3 separate regions of the Zea mays genome follow, and all the other regions are linked to region 1. A link is a contact called in public Hi-C and HiChIP or PLAC-seq data. All regions are on one chromosome and are shown on one strand. Each heading gives the region's core, a stretch centred on a gene start, on an enhancer-like site or on the middle of the called end of the contact. The rest is flanking DNA. Distances are from core to core; before and after follow the strand shown. Region 1 overlaps LOC103643369 (a long non-coding RNA gene). Region 2 holds the start of LOC109943509 (trihelix transcription factor GTL1). Region 3 holds the start of LOC100280392 (Electron transfer flavoprotein-ubiquinone oxidoreductase mitochondrial).

Region 1 (4,515 bases), core at 1,145-3,644:
TTAAAGGTTCCCTAATTGCAATTATTTGTCACATATGGTTTTTCTTTGCACTTTCATGATCTGTAGTGAGATCCTGTTCATAACAAGGCTAGTTAGTGCCAGTAATAATCCATGTAACCGCTAATTTCTTATACCGTAGTAGAGATATTGCCGCACCATACCAACTTAAAATAAAGCACTGTTTGAATACAGAAGTACAGGGTACAAAGGAACGGAGGAAGGAAGGTGGTGATAATTGTTCTGTATGGAAAGGGGGTCCCATGGCAATGTTAACTCTAGGAAGGGTGGAATGGTTGGTTACAAGGCCATGTGCAACGGGAGGGGCACAAGTGGGGAACAGGGGTTGCACGGGATAACATGGGAGCCATGTCTCTCCATGTTGCTAGTGTGTATCTGTGTATAGCTTTCACTATTTGCTGGACCCCCTCTGGCAAGGGAATAACTGCCAACAATTCATAATTCGCCACTTCCACTTTCATCTCCTACCCTTTTCCTGCCTATATTAGCAACCAAAAGAAATGGAAGCTTTACAATTTCCTCTTTTTTTTCCCATTTGACTTCTGCAGATCATGCTCGCTCTGATTGGCAGTCATCGTCATGGCTGAGCGGAAGAGAATCCATTCTCCTGAGATGTGATACTTTTGTTGAGTTTGGCTTTTTGAAAAGGGGAATCAAACTGATTCCTCAAAAGCTACCTTGTACTCAACTGAGTTTCAAGTATTTGGAAAACTTGCCGTTCTATTATCGTTTCCTATTTGAACTCAGTTTGGAGTTGCACTGGGAGGATTTGTGTGCTTTGGGCTTGGAGAACATGATACCAGTGGCTGTTACCTATTGCTTAAAGTATCTGGACGGGTCAAACAAAATGGATATTATCTGGAAGAGTTCTAATGCCCTGCGGGTTTGGTTTGCTCACTGAATCATTAAGCATGCATGACTGTCTTCCAGAGTAGTGCACCAGTAACTAAGCAGCATATTCAGGTGAACTGGACTTCTGACTGGCACTGTGACATTTTGGTCGCTTTGTGTTTGGTCTGTAAGGACAGTCTCACTCAAGTGTGTGCTTTAGGTGATGGTACCTTTTGTGAAACCATGGGGAACCTTTGCAGTAAAACCATGATAGCATTGAAGAATGGCGTTTTAACCCAACCAGAAGGGAGGTCACTGCTCAGATCTGATGGTCACATGGGCAGGATATCCTCATTTGGCTACGGCCAAATTTTGTGAGTCGTTTGAAACTTCAGAGGTGTCAAATACAGCAACCACTTGGAGATTAAAGCCGATGTTTGAGTTTGGTGAATTGCTTTGGTCCAGCTCAAATATACCTGTGCAGTTGTGCGTCAGTGTCTGTTTAGTTCCCACGCCAATGGTCAGCTCTGCAATTTGCTCACCTTTCTGGAAAATGCTGGGTGATGTACATCAACATTTCTATGTCAGATTGGTATGGTTGTGCTGTAACCACTGCCATCCTGGTTAGTGGTGCCAGATATTGCAGTGTAAACAACTACTACATATGTTCTGATGGCATCAGGAGACCTGTATCATCGGGCGTACAACTCCCACACAGACACAGCAGGGCCAGCCAAATTGGCTGGCTCACTTTGATTGTGGGGCGTTGAAGCATTGTTGTCAACAGTTGGTCCTAGCTTCACTTGCTGGATAGGTGCTGATTCAAAAGGTCGTTGTAGTGCAGCATATAGTAGCTTTGTACAACCGCACAAGGGCAGGGATTATGGAGGGGCCCAACAGTTGGCAAAGCTTAACATGTCGAGCCAATGACAGCTCCCGACCTTGGACAAGAACAATCTTGGAGGTTTGCTGCGGCAGAAATGGTCCTCCCAGGCACACAGCGCAAAGCCAGTGCAGTGCTGTCGTTTTCTTCCGGGAAAGAAGCTTCCTTTCCTCTAATAACGCCAACTTAATCTGTGATTAACTTCTCCCTTTGGTGAAGGGGAAGATGAAGGGCCAGAGAGAGAGAGAGAGAGAGAGAGAGAGAGAGAGAGAGAGAGAGAGAGAGAGAGAGAGAGAGAGAGAGAGAACTGGGAAGGTATTCATCAGTTCCTTCAGGGGCAAGCTCTAATTATTCGGCGAGCTTAGGAGTCACGTCTCGGCATGTGATTCGGTATCGGAGGTACGAGAGGCTTGTGGTGGCTAACCATGGTGCGTGGTCCAGCGGCACAAGCCACAAGCTATGCTAGATTTGCGATTTCATCTTGCAATCATGGACGGTTCTTTCTACTAGACTTGATTAGTTACTTGCAGGCTTGAAGAGGACAAAGCCACGAAGGGAAAAAAAAAGATACATACATGCTTAGATGGTCTCCACTCTCCAGCAACACACGGGACCATACGTGTTTAGCTGGACCATCATCGATCACCGTGTCTCACCGGCACGCAGTAGGTGTGCTGCGACCTGCATGCGATGGTGGACCATGCATAGTCGCTATCCTCTCCGGTCAGGTGTGTAAAGATGTGTTGTTTTAAATTATATTATGACGTGACATTGGTGTCTGAAGAGTCGAAATCGCTACTGATTGCTGTTAGAGCTTAGAGTCTGAAGGGTGTAGTTAGCGGAAGTGTAAAAATTAATGTTTGGCTAGCTCGAGCGCATCTGCCTTCTCTTGGTAAAATTCCTGGCCGGTGCGGTGCGTTTTCTGATGCTGCCATGCACGCACGCACGCACAAGTAATCTCAGCCTCATCAACAGCATGCGGCTTTATTTGTGTCATTGCGTGACGCTGACACCACAGAACACGACAAGCAGCAAAGCGCCCGCTCCCGGTATCGGAGGAGGAAGCTCTCTTCTTTCTCCACGCCTGCACCGGCCCAGGCGGCTCCTTTATTTTTGCTCTTCCGCTGCATCCAGCAGCCGTGCTGTGCTGCAGTGGAAAAGCCGCAACTTTACAAATGTTTACATATATATATATATATATGCCGTGTGTCAGTGTAGTGTTCGAGTTAACATATATGTATATATAAACACATACCATAGCAGATGAAAAGAAACTGGCACATCATGGTGTCGTGTCGCTGTCAGGCGGCGTAACGCAAGAGCCATTAAGAAATTCAGTCTCGCACACTTGTACAGCCTCCCACGCTAGCTCTCGCTTTGATCCGATCTTATCATTTGCCTTGCGTCGCGACCCAATCATTTTAACATCACCTTTTTCTTGCACAAGGGACGATGCCCTTTTCCTTTTTACCGGTTTGTCACCCTAGGACGCATGATGCCTCCGCACATTGCTCGTACCCTACTCTTTCAGGCGTGGTTAGCTCCGCGCCGACATGCATCTGCTGATATGCATGCGTGCGTGCCTAGTGTTTATAAAGCTACTAATACTAACATATATCTTTTATCTTGTGCTAATGCTACGATTTTAGAATAGGGAGAAGGAGAGATGTTATGTGGCGGCGGCGCTAGAGAGGCGGCGCTAGAGAGGGGAGGTGGTCAAGGGGTCGTATTGGGAGAGGAATGATGAATGATCCAAATAATATTGTCTATTAGATTTGAGTAAAGGAGAAGAGGTTATTTAATGATCTGAACCGTTGGTTTTGACAGTGTGTTAAGCCTGTGCGCAATTTGTTTGGTGGATTTAGTAGAGGTTATGAGTGTTGGGCGATTTAGTTACGTGGATTTTGCAAAGTTTAAACTGGTGCATATTATATAGTGGTATAGGTATATATATTATCGAGTATTTGATTTGCTCAATTATTAGTTGCACCTAGAAAATCAAAACTGTGACATATAATACATATGCCATGCATTAATCTATCATAATAATTGGACAATGTGAAGTAAAGTTTTGTATGAATAAACAAGCTTTAGAACAATAGAATGGGGCTCGATCTCCTATATTTTGACAAACAAAATAATTCAATACATTTATGTTCCATTCTATTACGGCATACAGTTTTCAATAATGCTTTGAACTACAATGGTTATTTCGCCCTCTCTCAAGCATTGACCAAACCACTAGACAAGAACACACGCCATTACCTACATTGAGAAGTTAGACAGGAATCATGAGATCGAGAAGGTAATAAGCAAAATGAAGAACTCATTTGTCGACCAATCGAGATGGCAGCGAGGAGATTCTTGTGGCAAATGTTGCCTCCTCCCGCCAACAGTGATGGTGTCACCCACAGTGTGCGCCGAGAGATGGTAAGTGTCGATGCACTGAATAGTCTTTGCCGAGTGTTACACTCGGCAAAGACTTCGCTGAGTGTTTTTTATGCTTTGCCGATTGCTTTTTGTCGGGCACTTGATAAAGACTTTGCCGAGTGTCACCTGGCTCTCGGCAAAGAAAAGTCACCGTCACGGGCGCCCGGTGACGGCGACAGAGACTTTGCTGAGTGTCACCGTGACACTCGGCAAAGGCTCACTTTTTATCGAGTGTCTATTGTACTGGCACTCGGAAAAGAAGCTCCCCATGGGCCCCTTTGCCAGTACCTTTGCCGAGTGTGTTAGGAGGCACTCGACAAAGGCTCCGTCTTTGCCAAGTGTCAGGTGGCCTA
Region 2 (4,221 bases), core at 382-2,881, 64 kb after region 1:
ATTTTACTCGATTTGGGTACCCATGGAAAAAGATAAAGAAAGGCATATGCACACATACACCCATGCATGCAGCACTAGCAGTGGTAAATCCCAAGAAGAATGCATAGCACATAGGAGGAAGAAACTGCGAATAAAAATTCCCATTTTTTTGCGAGAAATTCAGAGGCCAAATAGATAAAGTTTGGGATCGATGCCTTTGGATCTGAACAATATTGCTGCTCGTGTCTAGTGCTGCCTATCGGAGAGACGAAGAGATTGGTAAAACACCAGAGCGGATTTCTTTTTCTGGAAAAGTGGGGAAGGAGAGCGATATCGAGCTATTTTAAAATGGAAAAAGCCACTGTTCTCGTGAAGGATGGGTAAGGAAAAAAGCACAAAAGAAGTGTTCTTTAGCCGGGTAAGTAGTAGTTAATTAACTGGGCCTGCTAACCAAATCGGCGCCAGGGGCCGGTCCCGGAAGGCCGACGAGATTTCATGCAGCATCCCGCCGACGAGAATTCCGTTGCGGAGGCGCGCCGGGACGACGTACGGCGTGGCGAGCGATTCAGCTAGCTAGTTACGTACCTGGAGACCTGCTCCCAGAGGGGACCCTTGAGGGTGGCGTCCCGGAAGGCGGCGTCCATGTCGGACCGGATCTTGAGCAGCTCCAGCGTCTCCTGCCGCGGCCACCGGTTGCCCGCCGAGCCGCCGCTGGCGCCCTCCTCGCCAGCTGCTGCGGCGGCCAGGCCCTCGGCGTCGAAGCCCACGGCGCCGGCGCCGGACGCGCCGAGCTCGTCGTACTGCTTCGCCGGCGTCGATGCCGGCGGCCGGCTGCTGATGGGCGACGGCGCCTCCGCCAGCGAGATCCGCTGCCCGGCGCCGCCGGCCGGCGAGAATGGCGGCGGCATCTCCACCTGCTGTGCGCCGAACTGCTGCGCTGGGCCTCCACCGCTTGCCCCGCCGCCTCCTCCCCCGTGCTGCTGCTGTTGCATGCTAACAGCACCTGCTCCCGCACACGCGCACTTGTGCACGTCGCCCGGTGTTACCACGGGGGAATGGAGGTCGTGAGACGATCAGTACATGAGGGGTAGGTGAAAAAGGTGGGAGGCAAGGACAACTGGGAAGAGGAGAGACGGACCTCAGAGGGATAAGAGTATGGAGAAGGGAAGGAGGCCAGAGAGGGGGGGGGGGGGGGGGGGGGGGGAAGGGAAAGAGATGCAGAAGAAGGAAGTAGCCAGAGAAGAAGAAGGGGGAGGAAGCACTAATAGTACTACAGGAACGCTGGCAAAAATAAAATGTACTCCTTCAAGAGGAGGAAGATGAGAGGAAAAATAATTAAGATACCATCAATAAGTAGCCTCCAATAAATAATAGGGAGGATGGGAGAGAGAAAGATGAGGAGAATATGATATCTGTGATGAGGGTAAGGAAGACGATGGGGGTATGTAGGGTGAAGGAGAGAGAAGATGAAAGTTGAGAAATGTTGAGTACTGCTGCAGGAGAGAGATAGAAAGATGGAGAGGTGTGCAGAAGATGATGAGAGGGATGATGTGGGAGATAAAACAAACAAGATGCTGCGCTGTCAGGGGGGCTTTACCTCCCTGCCTAATACAACTTATTAGTAAAAAACCAAAAGGACAGAGGAGAGAGGGAGAGGAGTGTGGGGCAAAAAATGGTAGAGAGAGAAGCATGTGAGGCAGGAGAGACAGGGAGGGAGTGCTGGAAACTGTGGGATGAGTGAGAAAGGGGTGAGAGAGATGGGGGAGGCTTGTAATAAAAGGGAGAGGGGCACAAATACCCTCTCTACAGAACTCCCCTACCTCAATCCCCATGAAGGAATATGTTGGATTCTGTGATCATCTTAGTTATTTTGCTACATACTAATACGCGGTAGTCATTTGTTATGCATAAGATTATTACTGGGCTTGAAATACAGTAATTTTTGGATGTTATCTTGTGCCCATGGTAACTATACGTATAATAACATCCGGTAAATATACAATAAAAGTTATGCATATTTACAAAGAATATAATACTAACTAGCTGCTCTATGTGGTGGCAACTAACCTAAGGTGCAACGACTATTACGCCCCGTTTGGATCACTGGAATTGAATTCCATTCTAATAATAGTAATTTATGCATATATCAATTAAGCTAATTCATTTTTATACAAAATATATTTGTATACTATTATTAGCAAGATGTCCTAGATATTTATGTGCTACATTTTTATTATAGAGGAGTAGAACGAAGAGTGTCATGTAAGTTACAGATTAGAAACAAATTCTAATCATGCATAAAATCATTTCCTATCCTCCACCCTATGAATTTTAGATAGGCTTATATCTGAACTTTGGAAAGTGGTGGAATGCCAAATTCGAAACTAAATAAGTTACTTTATTGAGTGAATTCCAATTCCTTTAAAATGAAGGGATCCAAACGCCCCGTTAGAGCAATCAGGGGGGCATCAAAACAAATTACCTTGACCCAAGGTTCATTTTGTAGACGAAAATCCACAGATGAGATAAAATAGCAAATAAACTTTAACAATTATACATACAAAACAAAACTAGTTAGAGTAGAAAGAAAACAAAACAGATACTATAAAGGCAGTATAGGGCTGTGATGAGGCAGACAAGACCACATTATAACAGCTGTAATGTGGGCCCTCCCGGAGAGCGAAAGAGGTGCAGAACGTGCACGGCGATTAACGCGGACCCCCAATCCCCCCACACCCCAAATCCACCCCACCAAAGTGACGTGAAGGATAACGCCACTGGCTTGTGGGACCAAAGCATCCACCGGGCCCATGAGTCATGTGCAAAGCGTGGGGCTAGATGCGTGCCAAAGTGGAGCAGGGGAGTATAAAAATGGCCATGCATTGGCATGTTGTGGTTAATCCCTCACTTTCCAGGTAATAATAAATGCTCATGTGGCCCTTTTCAATGATTAGGCATAAAAATCTGGATGATTAATTAAGTTAACCACCCCAATTATATCATTCCCCGCTTAAGTTAGTGTTGGCCTTCATTTCACATGGTTCTAAAATTCAGAACAGGGGGGCTTTGAGGTGCATTGGGACACCGCTATGGTCACTCGATACAGGTACTAGAATAGGCAAAGGTCTTGCCTTGTACAGATCATTTTTCTCTATCTACATTAGCATTTGTGGGTTAATTGCATATTTTTTCTATGACCCTATTATTATTATTATTGTTGTTGTTGTTGTTGTTGTTATTATTATTATTGTTATTGTTATTGTTATTGTTGTTATTATTATTATTATTATTATTATTATTATTATTATTATATCTTGTATCACACATTTAGTATCTAGAGCAGAATATCTTTGTCGACCATGTCGAATTGAGATGCTCATGAGTTGTAGATATCACTGTATCTTTAAGCTATCAATTTTCATATCTTTTTCCATGGATGTATTGGGGATTCGGCGTATCTTCGCCAAGCATTTGAATTGCAATATCGATTAATCATAGATATCTCATAGATATCTCCGTATCTTTAAGCTGTCAAATTTCTCGAGCGTATTCAATATTTTGTCAGTGCATGTATTGCATATTTTATTTGGCTACTGACTTTAATTGTAGGAGTATTCTGGTTTAACATGAACCCAAAAAATTGATTGTCGTATATACATCACTATATTTAATCCTCAATTGTCTATATCTACCTCAATGCTTTTAGATTTGTCTGTATCTTTCGTCAAATGATGAATTTCATATATGTACTTTTAATCCCACCTCTAACTCCAACCATATGTTTTTCCGATGTGTTGAATTGCGACAATGTGCAACACTTAGATACCAGTAAATGTTTAACTTGTTTGTACATTATTGGTCACACCATATTCTATCCAATGACATAAAATGTAGTGCAAGAACCAAGAAGAAAGTGCTTATAAGTCTTAACCGATTTATCCTTATACACATATGACATGTACAACTAGAAGGATACACATGATTTATTATTACACATAGCCAATAGTAGAAAGATACATGTAGAGTCTCTTTGTTTTGCATGTTGCTAATTAAAAGACATTGCATGTACCATGAAGTAATAAAGAAATACTAAAATAACTAACACTCATAAGTATATCAATATACAAAGACAACTCACATTTCTCCATTTGAAACCACAAAGTTTACTCACTATATGTTTTTCAATGCAAAAGTGTTATTTGAGATCAAAATTTTGAGTGCCACCTCTAGGTTTAGCATATT
Region 3 (4,640 bases), core at 339-2,838, 69 kb before region 1:
TTTGCTGAAGCTCCCTCTTATGACGAAGCTAAAAAACAAGACGATGCTCTAATTGAGAATACGAAGAATAAGCTTCGGCTATGGTCAAATTTTTCAGCAGCACAACAGTACGATAGTAATGAATGTTGTGGTAACTTCACACCTACCCGTCTGTTTATATAGTGCTACATGTGGGAAGGTGAATCATCAAGCCACCTGCACCCGCCGAACAGTCGCTCGCATTCACTGAACGGTGGACCGCAGGGCGCGAGGAGAATCACCAGATCGTGTGTACCCGTCCTATGGTGGGACCACCTCACACTCGAAATATTTAAATCGTTTCTCGACAATGAGCTCAGGGAAGGTGTTTTTCGGACTTTCGGCATTCCGAAGCCTAAAAGAATTTTTCACGGGTCGAGCTCGTTACGAAAAACGATCTGGCACCGTGAAGGGGCTACTGTTGGGGGTCTGCTTCGTCGCCAAAGGTCCTATGAGAAGAAACACCTTCGGAAGGCCAGAACAGGAACAATGCCGAAGCTACCAATTAGGGAGCTTCGTAGCGTACTTCTAGATGCACCGACTTAAAGATGAAATGACCAATCGGCCCATGATAACCTGTGTTATGATTGTAATCATTTGTAGAGGACATGAATGTAAATTCACACAGGCTGCGCCCTGTGTCTATAAATATGTGAACAGTACCCCGTACTGTTCACACTTTCGCATCTTACTTTTACCTTTGCCTTCTGTCAAGCTCAAGGTACAAATGTAATTTGATATTGCTCTCATGTACTCATGATTATTTAATAATAGATACTTATATTATGATGTCATATAATTGTTTATGTTGTTTTCCTATGTTTCATAAGCTTCATCCTCTATTTATACATGTCATATTTATGAAGGTATGTCCTTCATAACCTTCGTCCGAAGATCGTTATATCCTAAGGGAAATAATGCTTCGAAGGACGAAAAACGTTAACCTTTAATCTATTCTTTGTGTTGCCTTGTTCTTAATTTATAGCATTTGAGAATAAGTCCCAACAAGGGCCAAGAGGGAGTGTTAAGAAACCAGTTTGGGTCCCAAAGGCCTATGTGACCTAGCTAGCCGAAATCCTAACTTTATACTATATATATATAGAGGAGGACACCACTATTTATTGTAACCAGTGAGCTAAATACATGACTCAGAATAACAGTTTCTCTTATATATTTGTGTCTCCTGTGTTTCTGATTCTATTTCTAATCAAGAAGCCTTTAGACTACACTAGTAGCAAAGGGTAACAATAACGACTACGCTTCAGTGAGGACCAAACACACCCCACGCGGCCACGCCGATGGTCGGTCCACCTCAGCGATCTCATCTAATCTTCGAAAAAAAAAACTCAACAAACTGCCATTCCCCTGCGGCCCTGCCCCATACTCCCGTGTCTTCCCGGCCTTCTTCGGATGGCCAGACCCCTCCTTCTCCAAAAATCCCAGAATACCTTGGGCTCCCGAGCAGGAGAGAGCAATGCAACGAGCCATCCGGATAGCCGCGGCTGCGACAAGGCGAGCGCTGTCGTCGTCGGCGGCGAGGGCATCACCCCCTCCTCCCCGCGGACCCCTGGCTCCTGGCTGGGGCGCCACTAGGTGGCTCTGCAGCGGGCGGGAGGCGCTGAGCTACGACGTGGTGATCGTGGGCGCAGGGCCCGCGGGGCTCGCCGCGGCGATCCGGCTGAAGCAGCTCTGCCGCGCTGCTGACACCGACCTCTCCGTATGCGTCCTGGAGAAGGGCTCCGAAGTCGGTGCGCGCCTCGCATAACACGCTTCCCTTCATTTCTTCAGGAGCAGCTATGTGCTCTCCGTCATCTGATTTGGCCAAATTTCTGGTTGCGCTGCAGGTGCTCATGTGCTGTCGGGGAATGTGTTTGAGCCCCGAGCCTTGGACGAGCTCATTCCCAAGTGGAGGCAAGAGGATGTACGCATTTCTGTCTTCTGATTCTGAACTGTGACGAGTTTATTTACCTAGGGGTGTTTGAATGCATTAGAGCTAGGGCCCTTTGGCAGGGCTCTGGCTTCTCCAAAAACAGCTTTGGCTCTGGCTCACGATGTGAAACCACTTCTTTAAATGAGCCAAAGCTATTCTAAAAAATCATTTGGCAAAACGGCTTATAGGTTGTTTTTCAGAAAGACCCTTGTATATGTATATCTCTTCTGTACGTGGCTAGGGATTGAGGGCAGGACCAAAAAATAATAATTTGGACTGGTGGGAGGGCTATTGTGCAAAAATGACGTGAGCTGAAGCCGGGTGAGCCACTTTTTTTGGCTCATGCCCTCTAGTTCATTTTGGAAAAGCACTTCACTGGTGAAGCCATTTGAAAAAGAGGTGTTTGACACAACTTTTGCATGAGCCAGAGCCGAAGCTGAAAAATAAGCCCTACCAAAGGGGCCCCTAATACTTAGTGACTAAAATAAGCTGGAGACACCCAAACATCCTAGCTAATAGTTCAATTATTAGCTATTTTTAGTAAATTAGTTAATAGTTAGCTAGCTAATTTCACTAGCAATTTTTAGCCAACTAATTATTGGCTCTAGTACATTCAAACACCCCCTTAGAATAATTTCTCCTGCATATACAAACCAAGCATTACATGTGCCTCTGTGAGCTTGTGGTTCATTCACTTCACATTTGACTTAGATTCATTCAACTGACCGTGACTATTTTTATTTAGTTTCAATTCAGGTATACAACAATTCCAGTTACTAGTCTCTATGACTGTACTTTCGATTTTTATTAGAAATCCAAACCTTATGAGAATTTGGATCGCACAATGGAGTACATTTTGTTGAATACATTTGTCTTGCTGTATGCGTGTTACTTTAATCATTTTCTTGTCAGGAATGCAGATCGGAAACCATGTAATGAGCTATTTTTTGTAATGTGGTTATGTTGTGTTTGACAGTCTCCAATCAGAGTTCCTGTTTCATCTGACAAGTTCTGGCTGTTAACGAAGAACCAAGCTTGGACACTACCATCTCCATTTGACAACAAAGGAAACTACGTGATCAGGTGCCAACATTTTGCTGTGTTCATCTTCTGGAAGTCGACATTCCTCATGTTCTAGAGGGTCAGGCTTTGCTGAAAAATTAATTGTGTCCAGCTTGAGCCAATTGGTGCGTTGGATGGCCACAAAAGCTGAAGAGTTGGGTGTTGAAGTGTATCCAGGTTTTGCTGCTAGTGAGGTATCATCAGTATTCATTTTAGAAACCCTTATGTGGAAGGACTAATATCTCTCTGAATTCTTCTCTAACAGATACTTTATGATGAAAATCAAATAGTTACAGGAGTCGCAACCAATGATGTTGGTATTGCTAAGGATGGTACCAAAAGGGAAACTTTTCAACCTGGTGTAGAACTAAGAGGCAAGTAAACTTTGCTCCTTATATACCAGAGATATGTGTGCTAAAATATCGAATGCACACAATTTGTCAGTGATGTTTTTCCTTGTTGGAATTTGAGCATACAACCAATAGTCCAATACCCACACTTATTTTATATTTTTATGAATTGATAACTTGCTTTTCCTTTCTGTGTGTTCCATTCGTGGTTCTATTCTATTCTTATAGCCAGCGACTTTGAAAATACAGGGCGAATAACACTGCTTGCTGAGGGTTGCCGCGGTTCGTTATCAGAGGTCAGCATGTGGAGTGCTAGTTTCATTTTTTGTTACAGTTTATTATTATTATTACAGTTTGATGCTAAGGATAATCATATTTCAGAAAATAATAAGAAATCACAAGCTCAGAGAGAGAGGGCAAGGGCAACATCAGACATATGCTCTTGGAATTAAGGAGGTATTTTGATATCCGTTGTACCACTTCTGGTTTCCAAGTGGCTTATTCTCATTTTTGATGGAAGCAACCTTATATCCCCAATAAAAACACAAGATTGTGTTCCTGAATTATGTCAATTCATCTACATCATTATACGGACAAATGGACAATAAGCCATATATGCTGTAGGTCTGTTGTGTTAATATTGTTTTGATTATCTACATTTCTGTTGTTTTACAATTTTTTGTTTGTTTTTGCTTGCCAATTTTTCTGAGGAATCTCACCATGCCCTTTATATATATATTTTTTAATTCTGAACTATTCCCTTTGTATTTCAGTTTATTGAACGGTGGCTTGTTAGCTTTCTCTTTATAAACTTCTGCACCTTAAACCTTTTCTCATAACTACTTCAAGATGAGTTATTAATGCCACTCATATACTAAGTGCATTCTGTTCTAGGTTTGGGAGATTGAAGAAGGAAAGCACAATCCAGGTTCTGTTATTCATACTGTTGGATGGCCTTTGGATACTAAAACATATGGAGGATCATTCCTGTACCACCTTGATGATAGACAGGTAACTGTTCTGTTAGAGATGCAAATGGGTATTCAAGTATTTTGTATGAGCTCTGCCACATAAATGAATATGTAGTATCTATCCTTGGGTTTTGTTTTTCTGATAAAGGAGAAAGCACACTAAATATCAGATTGTTTTTTTTTGAACAATTAAATATCAGATTGTAGATTGTAGGTTGCATTATACACAAACGAAACAACATTAACTTTATTTTCCTCTGCTCTAGCTTAGCGATATTGGTTACTTAGCCCAGTGCGGCCAAAGAAAAA

What was found. Hi-C and Micro-C count contacts between places; a contact is called where the count stands out from the background. HiChIP or PLAC-seq counts read pairs in DNA pulled down with a chosen protein or histone mark.
Region 2: a contact with region 1 is called in an H3K4me3 HiChIP or PLAC-seq map of leaf, with 4 times the contacts expected there. The contact joins the promoter of LOC109943509 here to the enhancer-like site in region 1. A contact is called at or near these places in 13 of 25 Hi-C or Micro-C datasets (bundle sheath, ear, endosperm and 4 more) and 1 of 3 datasets of contacts at active chromatin or transcription factors (leaf).
Region 3: a Hi-C map of leaf shows a contact between it and region 1, with 5 times the contacts expected there. The contact joins the promoter of LOC100280392 here to the enhancer-like site in region 1. A contact is called at or near these places in 8 of 25 Hi-C or Micro-C datasets (ear, endosperm, leaf and 1 more).

The regions. Positions count from the first base shown.
Region 1 is chr1:229,127,175-229,131,689 of Zm-B73-REFERENCE-NAM-5.0, reverse strand. It overlaps LOC103643369 (a long non-coding RNA gene), which reads left to right. Exons shown (of 6, transcript NR_163820.2): 5 at 567-2,131; 6 at 2,263-2,609. Among protein-coding and RNA genes, the nearest start is that of LOC103643369, 6.7 kb to the left of the region's middle. Within about 2 kb of position 2,394, at least 18 of the 20 cell types and tissues checked have an H3K27ac peak or open chromatin away from gene starts, as enhancers often do. A contact at or near this core is called in bundle sheath, endosperm, leaf and 2 more, where this site is marked.
Region 2 is chr1:229,062,234-229,066,454 of Zm-B73-REFERENCE-NAM-5.0, reverse strand. LOC109943509 (trihelix transcription factor GTL1) reads right to left here and starts at 1,631. Exons shown (of 3, transcript XM_020546729.3): 1 at 565-1,631. The coding sequence starts at 971.
Region 3 is chr1:229,194,897-229,199,536 of Zm-B73-REFERENCE-NAM-5.0, reverse strand. LOC100280392 (Electron transfer flavoprotein-ubiquinone oxidoreductase mitochondrial) reads left to right here and starts at 1,588. Exons shown (of 18, transcript NM_001153316.1): 1 at 1,588-1,766; 2 at 1,863-1,939; 3 at 2,925-3,031; 4 at 3,123-3,204; 5 at 3,276-3,384; 6 at 3,589-3,656; 7 at 3,742-3,816; 8 at 4,255-4,371. The coding sequence starts at 3,145.